2 separate regions of the Mus musculus genome follow, and region 1 is linked to region 2. A link is a contact called in public promoter capture Hi-C data. All regions are on one chromosome and are shown on one strand. The core of a region is the stretch at or near the end of the contact, and the rest is flanking DNA. Distances in the headings are between cores, read along the strand shown. Region 1 holds the start of Gatb (glutamyl-tRNA(Gln) amidotransferase, subunit B). Region 2 holds the start of Map9 (microtubule-associated protein 9).

The links. Promoter capture Hi-C pulls out the DNA fragments that hold promoters and counts their contacts.
Region 1: a contact with region 2 is called in a promoter capture Hi-C map of pre-B cells, with 9 times the contacts expected there. The contact joins the promoter of Gatb here to the promoter of Map9 in region 2. A contact is called at or near these places in 1 of 39 promoter capture datasets (pre-B cells) and 2 of 484 Hi-C or Micro-C datasets (CD4 T cells and pre-B cells).

Annotation. Positions count from the first base shown.
Region 1 is chr3:85,570,887-85,575,401 of GRCm38.p6, forward strand. Gatb (glutamyl-tRNA(Gln) amidotransferase, subunit B) reads left to right here and starts at 3,243. Exons shown (of 13, transcript NM_144896.4): 1 at 3,243-3,433. The coding sequence starts at 3,258. It also overlaps Gm3740.
Region 2 is chr3:82,355,535-82,359,735 of GRCm38.p6, forward strand. It overlaps Map9 (microtubule-associated protein 9), which reads left to right and starts at 2,538. Exons shown (of 14, transcript NM_001081230.1): 1 at 2,538-2,721; 2 at 3,441-3,590. The coding sequence starts at 3,516.

The DNA.
Region 1 (4,515 bases), core at 1,993-4,492, 3.2 Mb after region 2:
AGTGAAAATCAGCTGGCTCAAACATCTTTTTAAAACTGATTGAATAACGTTGGGGAGGGAATCTGCGACACGCTCCTTGAAAAAAATATGGTTAGAAACTCTGTCCTGCTACCTCCTGAGTGCCTTGAAAATGAAAATCTCTGTGTCTTCCAGATGACAGCCACCTTGTTGTGGATCCAAAATAGCTCTCTCAGCCAGAGAGCTGTCTATCAGTAAGAGTTCTGACGGGTACATATTTGGCATTCAGAAAGAAGGCAAGAAATGGTCTCATGAAAGAAGATTTGGTAGAAGAACTGCCCCCACCCCCTGAAGTCCAATGGAAATCTGGAAAACAGTGCCTCTCGTAGACACCACCAAGAGACCAACAGGCATTTCTGAAAATGAGACATAATTTTGATAGAGAACAAAGCCAGAAAAGGGGGTGGTAAGTCCCTATTTCCACCATTAGCTTTTATAGGCATTTGAGAGTCCATGATTAGACATAAAATGTACCAAGCTGGAAGGTTCCCATTTGTTCAAGGAAGCAAATCCACTTACATGTATAGGATTTTCTCTCCCCCTAGTGGTGGGGTGGAGGCCTTTGAAGACTGAGAGCATGTGATTGCACAATACTGCTTTAGAAATCAGTCTGGGTTTCCACTGCAGCGCACTTTGTACAAAAAGTAGGCTATTCTTTGGGTGTCCTCACATTCTCTACAGTGATTTCTGAACCTCTTTCAATACTCCCAGTGAGGTAGTGAAGTGTCTCATAACTATGTTCCAGCGTGAGGTAAAGTCTTTCTTTCCTCCTCTTTAGCCCTATTAAAGGTGAAGCCACGTTGCATTCCCAAACAGTTTTACTGACCAGAAACCCACTCGAGGAGTTAAGGGAGAAGAAAAAGGAAACCCATATATAGCTAATGTAGGAAACATGGGGACTCACAAGAAAGACACCCATATATCAAGGACCCAAAGAATGAAAGGAGCTAATTAGAGATACATTTTGAAACGTTTTCACCTTTGTGTTCCATGCACTTTCATTTTCTTCTTTAGTTATATGAAAGTAAAATTCAGATTACTCATGGGAAGTAGATAAAAAAGAAAAAATATAGAATAAGTAAATGTCAATCAAGTTTTAAAAATTATTTTTAAATGTATGTATGAGAGAGACATGGTTAGGGGAGTGCTGTGTGTGGTGTCTGCAGAAAGCTGACGATGGTGCCAGCTCTTCTGGAGTTGGAGTTACAGGCTGTTGTGACTCTGGACATGAGTGCTGGCCAACAAACTCAGGTCCTCTGGAAGAATAGAAAGTGCTCTTAACCACTGAATTATCTCTCCAGCCCAGGTTATTTTTCCAAATGGAGTGACCATATTATAAAATGCCAAAATGTTTTCTAAATATTAATGGAAACAGATCCTAAATTGTAGCTGTCTTATCTGTAGGTTAGTGATCGATAACTGCAACACATCAGTGTGGAATATAGAGAGTACACATCTATTCTTTCTCTATAATTGGGCATCAGTGACTTCCACTGGATTGCTCCTCTTGGAAATCTCCAAGGCAACCAAGCACCTAAGTTCACACAGAGAATAGGTTCCTTTTCTGGCTTCCTTACCATACACTACACACATAAGTCAGAACTGTTGGGCCCCATTTTGGCCCTGGTTTGGGCCTTGAGGACAAACTCGAATCTGGCTCGAGTTTCTGCGGCCTTGTGGGAGAGCCTAAGCCTGGCTCAAGTTTTGAGACCTGTCTCAGTCACTTCCATATTGGGGTGACTCAGCAAGACCTGTTTGGCCCTGCCTCTGCCCTGTCGTTGCTGATGTAGAGCTTTGCCATTGACCCTGTCAGTCACTACGCCATCTTACCCCACCAAAACCCGCCTCCCTATGTTCCAAACTTATATAAGCAAGAGGCTGACTCCATAAAGTTGAGTTCCTGCTTCAACAAGACTCCCAACTCTGTGTGTTTCTTTTGGGCCGTTGACACTCGCCATCCTGCTCAGCCCTGGAGAGACCCCAGAGGGACAGGGACCTCTCTCCTCTGTCCTGGACCTGTCAGCAAGGAGCAGGTACAGAACCTCCAACTCTCGATCAGGTCCCTCAATCTCACCTTGCACATCTCCCAGAAACATATGTTTTACTTTACCCTTCACCACTACCCCAATCTGTTATTGCGTTTCTAAAGAACATACCCTCTCAACAGCCCCCATTTGTCAAATACATTCACTGCACTGTACTACTTCATATATTCTTGAGGCGCCTACTCTGTACTCTGGAAATACTATGGTAAATACCAGACAAGGATCCATTGAAATCAAAGATAGCTGTTAAGACTATGTTGACAATTAAAATCAGGCAATGAAAGTAAGAACTATTGTAGACTAAGTTTTCAAATAAAAAAAAAAATCACCTGGAATTTCAACAAGGGATATGAAAGGCTCTGCTTGGTTTTGCCTTCCTGAGGGTGGGACCTAGCATCTCTACATGGTAGGCAAATGCTGTACCACTGAGGGATATGCCCAGTCCAAGATGAGTTCTGAAGTCAAACAACAAAAGAAATCCATTGAGGTGATGTCTTTTTTTCTATCAAAGCTTTCTAACACAAGAAATTGTTTCAGATGTTGGCTAAGAAAAATAGTAAGTAAAAAGCACATAAAAGTTTAAAAATTTTTTTCGGACATGAAAACAATTTTTAAAACGTTTTTCTGTATGGTTCCTCTCCCTAAAATGTCAATTCTTTAAAATATAACATCCCCAAAGTCTTTCTTTCTAGCATATCAATGCTGCCTTATTATTGAACTAGGTATATATAGCAGGCATGCAAATAAGTATCAGTTGAAATAATGCACAAATTTGTGTGCGAGGTGTGCGAGCAAGACAGAAAAAATAAAAGCGTTGGAGGGTCCAGGAAGCCTTTGTGGTAATGTTAGGGTCATTTGTTTCAACTCACGGGCTTAAGCTGAGTATAAAATCCTTGGTGAGGCTTCCTTGCTTGGCGCTCCCTCAAAGAGCTGTCAAAGTACACACAAGCTCTACCGCCACAAAGCTCTCCAACTCCCCGCTAGGAGGAGTCACACAGGACCCACCAACCTTCCCACTTCTTTGGTTCCGCCCCTCCCTAACAAAGTTCCGGCAGCCTTTGAATTGGGTTGCTGGGAACAGTAGTCTTCCGGTCAAGAGCTACACGGGTTGTGGCGCATTGCCAGAACTACGCTTCCCAGGGAGCCTCGCGGCAGAGGGAGGGTGGGTCACCTGACCGGGACTTCGGCGACGCTATGGCGGCGCCCATGCTGCGCTTGGGTTTCCCTGGAAGACGCTGGGCTTTAACATGGCTAGATGGCGGTTCCCGCCACCGAAGTGGCTCTCAGACTGGGCCCACATCCAACTGGGCTAGGAGACAGAGTTCAGTGGCTCAGCCTTCCCTCCACACGGCTCAGAAGCCGAGGAAAGGGTATATCTTCTTCGTACTTTTGCCTGTCTCGTGGAAGTGCAGAACGAAGATAATGGCCCCGGCAGCCCAGCCTGAGGGTTTTAGTGTGCTGGAGGGTGGTCACCTGTGTTATGGGCAACTGAACCTAAATGAAAACACAAAACCAGGCCTGCCACCTTCAGCCTCACACTTAAAACTTCTGTCTTAAAGTAGGCATATTTGGACAACGTGCGAATGTAAAATAGCGTTTCCTCCAGTCGTCTTCTCAGACAGAAGACTGGAATACTTTGCCCTACTAACTCGTGTGGGGTCTGCGACACTAGACTCTGGCTCGTATGTAGCGGGCATTTGGCGTCACTACAGGCTAGCAATAATTTAAAGACAGAAAATAGCCGTTGTACAAAGCCCCAGATAGGAGAGGTCTTATTAGTCAGAAAGCACTAGCTATCTGTGGTTTTATTGTGGGCATATTTGTCTAGACCCCAGGAGGATGTTAGTCGACTGACGAAATCTTTCCCCGATTATATAAAGAATTGCTTATGTTGTACAGCAGTTAGTTGCTTCCGTGTACATGATTTAAAGCTTCTTTTAAAATACAGCAACAAGGCAATTTTTAAAAAAGTTTTGTTTTGTTGAGGTTGGCATTCTTTTTAGCATTTCAGTGAAGAAGAGAAGAAAAATGTCCAAAATCATCACCTTTCTATTCTCTTCATAAACTAGACTATTTTCTTTCCACGAAATGAAACTGCAGAAATACTTCGATTAGCAATTAGAACATGCAGAATTTCTGAATTTCTTAGTTTATTTCCTCTCTCTTGAAAGCTTTATTATCAAATTTTAGAAAGAAGGAATTAATCTTTTCTCATTCCTTCATCTGTTGAACTGCTTAAAACAAAACTGAATGCACATGAATTAAAATCTGACTAATATAGAAAATGTCTAGGGAGAAGTGAAGACTAGGAACATACATAGGAATAGAGAATTTAATTCCCCAAAGAGAGTGGAGTACTGGCTCACCAGAGTAGGGCTGTTCAGATAAGAGACAGTATATCACTGTAAGCATTTACAAAGATTTGCTAGCAGTGAAGTATGAACAAATGAAA
Region 2 (4,201 bases), core at 1,288-3,787:
AGAACAGGACCCAAATGGGGTATTTTGAAACAATAATCTTCAGTCTCTGGTTAATAAAAAGTGGGATGTCATTTCCAGTCTGAACAGATAGGTGCTGGCCGCAGATGTCTTGCAGAAGTACTTCTGGTCTGGGTGACATCTGAAGCAGAGGGTTATGGCCATCTTTAGTGGTATCAGTCAACCATGCAGACACCTTCTTTCACAACATCAAAGCATTGTTTGCTTTTTGTTTGTTTTGTCTTTTTGACACAGGGTTTCTTTGTGTAGCCCTGGCTGTCCTGGAACTCACTCTGTAGACCCGGCTGGCCTCAAACTCAGAAATCTGCCTGCCTCTGCCTCCCAAGTGCTGGGATTAAAGGCGTGCATCACCACTGCCTGGCTCATTATTTGCTTTTAAGTTTAAGGTTGACCAAAGTGACTCCATTTTAATTTTGATAATGTTGATATTTCTTTCAAATAGTGATGTTAAGTTTTTCCCACATACAGAAAAAAATACACTTAAGTCACCACAGATCACTACAATGAGGTGGCTTTCCTTGTGACTCTGATGTTCCCCTTTGTGAGTCTCTCCCTGGCCACAGTGCCTTCCCCCCACAATTCTGCAACTTGTATCTGAACTCAGCCTTCAACCTGCAAGAGCTGTGGGGACTCATGTCTTACAGCATACCATCCAGTGCCCATAGACTGCTCCCATGATGATTGTGAGCACAGACCCTTGTTCCTTTAAACAATTTTTTCTGATCTCTAACCTGTACCACAAGCCACAGAACAACTAACTTTGTGCTAAGCGAGGATTAGGAACTGCTGAATAAAAGTCACATCTCAATTTCTTTGTGATATGAAAAGGGGTCTTCGTCTACCCTATATCCTGCCCAAACACATGCAGGCATGCACAGGTGCTCATGCAGGTGCACACATGCACACACACAAAGACACACACACACCAAAACCAAAAGGCAACCTGAAGAATCACTGACAGTAAATTATCTTGAGCACTAACTAAAAGCAGTTCCTGTGCTGAGCCACTCAAAACCATGGTTAGGTGGGTCCATATACTGGACTTCAGGTCCAGCCTTCTCTCCCATACTTAGTACTCAACTCAAACTCACATGTGTAACAACTGAATTGCTGCTAGAAAGAATTCTCTTTAGAGCCTCTCACTTTGTGCTTGTGGCAAACAACCATCCGAAACCCATTCCCATTGTGTGCAACCCGGCCCTATTGGTAGCTGGGAACTCAGTGTTCTCTATCATTGATGTTGTTGTAAGTTTATTTTTGTAAGTCATGCCTACATTAAAGTTATATCAGTTAAATGAATACCAAATGAATAGAGCCCTTACACATTATCTAAAAATTAGTTCTTCCCATTTGGGTACCCGCCGTGGGTACAGGGCCTTTATCAGAATCATAGATGTTAATAAAATGTAGGATAGAAAAGCTAACAGTAACTGGTGAAAATAGAAAATCTTTTCCTTATGCAGATATTCACTTAAAAATAGTTAAAAACAACATAATTAGCCAAAACAAATTTACCAACCAAGAACAAGTTGAAAAACTTAAACTAGGCTTTTTAAAGGAGTTATTGCAAATATTACTTAGAAACCTTTTTCTCACTGAACTTCATATTTGTTTTTGTGTATTTAAAGATCTATTTGTCAGGGTTATTTTTTAAAAGAAACATTGTGGAGATACAGAAACAAGTTTAGTCACTTGTTAATGAATTGATTTCGACATACCTTTTTCAAGTTAAAAATAGATGAAGTCTGTGTAACTTTAAAAGTTTAAGTGTTTTGTGTATTAATAAATTATTAAATGGCAAAGATAGTGATACTGTCAGCAGTACTTTTTCCAGCCTTCTCCCCTGTGTTTTATTTGCTGACTTCTTTTTAACCAGATTATCTACTAAATATAGAAAGGGTAAACTTTTCACCAAAGATGTAAAACAGGCTCTGGGCTGTGTGTGCTTATGGGATACTTTAGCACACACACCCCTACCCCTACTCTCTGCCTCCTCCTCCTCCGCCCCCCCCCCCCCAACTGCATTACTTACAAGAAACGCTCCTATGTAATATTAACTGAATGCGATTCTAAACATTTCCCAATATTTCGCTATATATTGTATTCGGTATTCACTGCAATCCTTTAAGGAGACAGTCTTATTAGTTTCTTATCAAATCATAGAGATCTTATTTTGCATATTCCAAGAATCAAACGTGCAGTTTAACTCCGACGATTGCAAACGTCACTACTACGTCGTTCTGTTGAGTCCGCTGACACTGCACTGACTCACGCATTCCACGTTCTAACTAGCAAAAGGAAGCTTTGCATCGTGGTCACGCAATACCTGCCTATAAACAAGGACTCTGAGCAGGGGCAATCAAGGTTCCTTGTGGCGTGATGGCAGAGGGCCGGTCTTGTTTCCTAGGTAACAGCCATTGCACACAAGCTGATAGGGCACCGCGCTCCCAACACCTCCACCAGTGATGTCACTTCCTTGGTCTGTGCGGTTGTCCCAGCGACGCCGGCGGAAAGGCGGTGTTGGGTACCCAAGAGACCAGGCGGTTGGAAGTCACTTCCTCCCGGGGACGCTGTTGCCTAGCAACCGCCTTCTGCCTCCATCTTTTGCCCCGCCTCCAGGTTATTCCAATACCTGGTTTCCCAGACCGCGAGGCCCGGGCCGGGGGCGACACCTGTGCTAGAGCATAGCCGCTGGGTTCTCAGGTGGTCACAGGGGCCCGGGTGCACGGGGAGCGGGGTGGATGCAGGAGGCGCGGGCCGTGGTACGTGGAGGAACGGAGGGGACCGTGCTGGGTGTGCGGGGCCCTGGCGCGTGCTGGGCCGGGAGCCGCGCGGAGCTGGGATGCGGACGCCGCCTGGCCAGCCCGGGGAGCTCTGGGCGGTGGCCGGCGATCCAAATGGGCCTCCGACGTCGCGCGCTGGAAGCCTGATGTGCTGCAACTTAGTGTGGAGATGTGTGTGTAACAGCAAACGAATGGTTTGGGAAAATGTCGCTGCTGCTTGTGGTTAAGCATCGTTTTGAATACTGTTATGTGCAAGCCATTTCCGGGGCTGGGAACCTTGACAGTCCTCTTGGTTGCAGCTTGAACTAAGTCGTGGTGGCGTCCGCAATGCTGTGTGTTTTTAATAATGGAAAGTGAAATTGTTTGGCAACATTTTGTTATTATGTAGTTCATTCATCCTTCTAGTGGATGTAGAACAGTAATAACTTCCTCATGGATTTTCTTTTCGTGAAAACCAATTTGTTGTGAAATTTTTATGTACTTAACATAAAACGCTCTTAACGTTTTTAGGTGAATATATTGTACAATGATTAGAGCGATTTCTCTTTGGAGCGGGGTTGTGGGGCACTAATCCCAGGAACAGTGTCTTGATCATGTAAAAACGTCTAATTCTTTAAAATATTTATATGTATATTTCAGCCACCATCAGAGGTTGAATGAATTATTTCAGTAATTTATTAACTGTTGTATAAAAGCAGAGAAAAAGGACACACCATGTCCGATGAAATCTTCAGCACAACTTTGGCGTACACCAAGAGTCCAAAGGCTACCAAGAGAACTTCCTTTCAGGTAAAACGCTGCAAAGCATTTGGTTTTGATTATGCTGCTGCCTAGCCCTTGCTGGTTCTCACAAGATCTGGCATGACGTGGGAGGAGTTCTTGCTTCACTGTTAGTGTGTTGTAGGTCATCTGTCAACTTTGGGCTCCAGTATTGAAACACCCCTCTCTGTAGGATCCTGTCTTCAATATTTGGTTTCTAAGTTGCAAGCCAAAGAGCGACTTCAGAGCTTGGCTCTCTTTAGATTTTGGTTTTCTGTCGTAAGCGTCACAAGGTCTGACTGTGCCAATGCTGCATCCAACTCTTGTTCCCGTGTTTATCACATTATGCCCATCTCTGTAATACACTTCAAGGACCAGTTTGAGGCTGAGGGTCTGCCTCAGTGGTAGGCTATCAAAGTAGCCTGTCATGCTTGTCAAACCTAAGCACTTCCCTCCCTCAAAATGTAGGCATCTGTAACAGAATGTCAGTTTCTAGTAAATCCAATTAAATTGATGCCCCTATCATTCATTAGCATTTAGCGAAGATTGTAACCTGCAATTAATCTATCTAATACTAGTAGTCACTTCCTATTTATTTACCAGTCCCGAGGAAATGGCTCAATTCTGCGCTGAGTCTGATG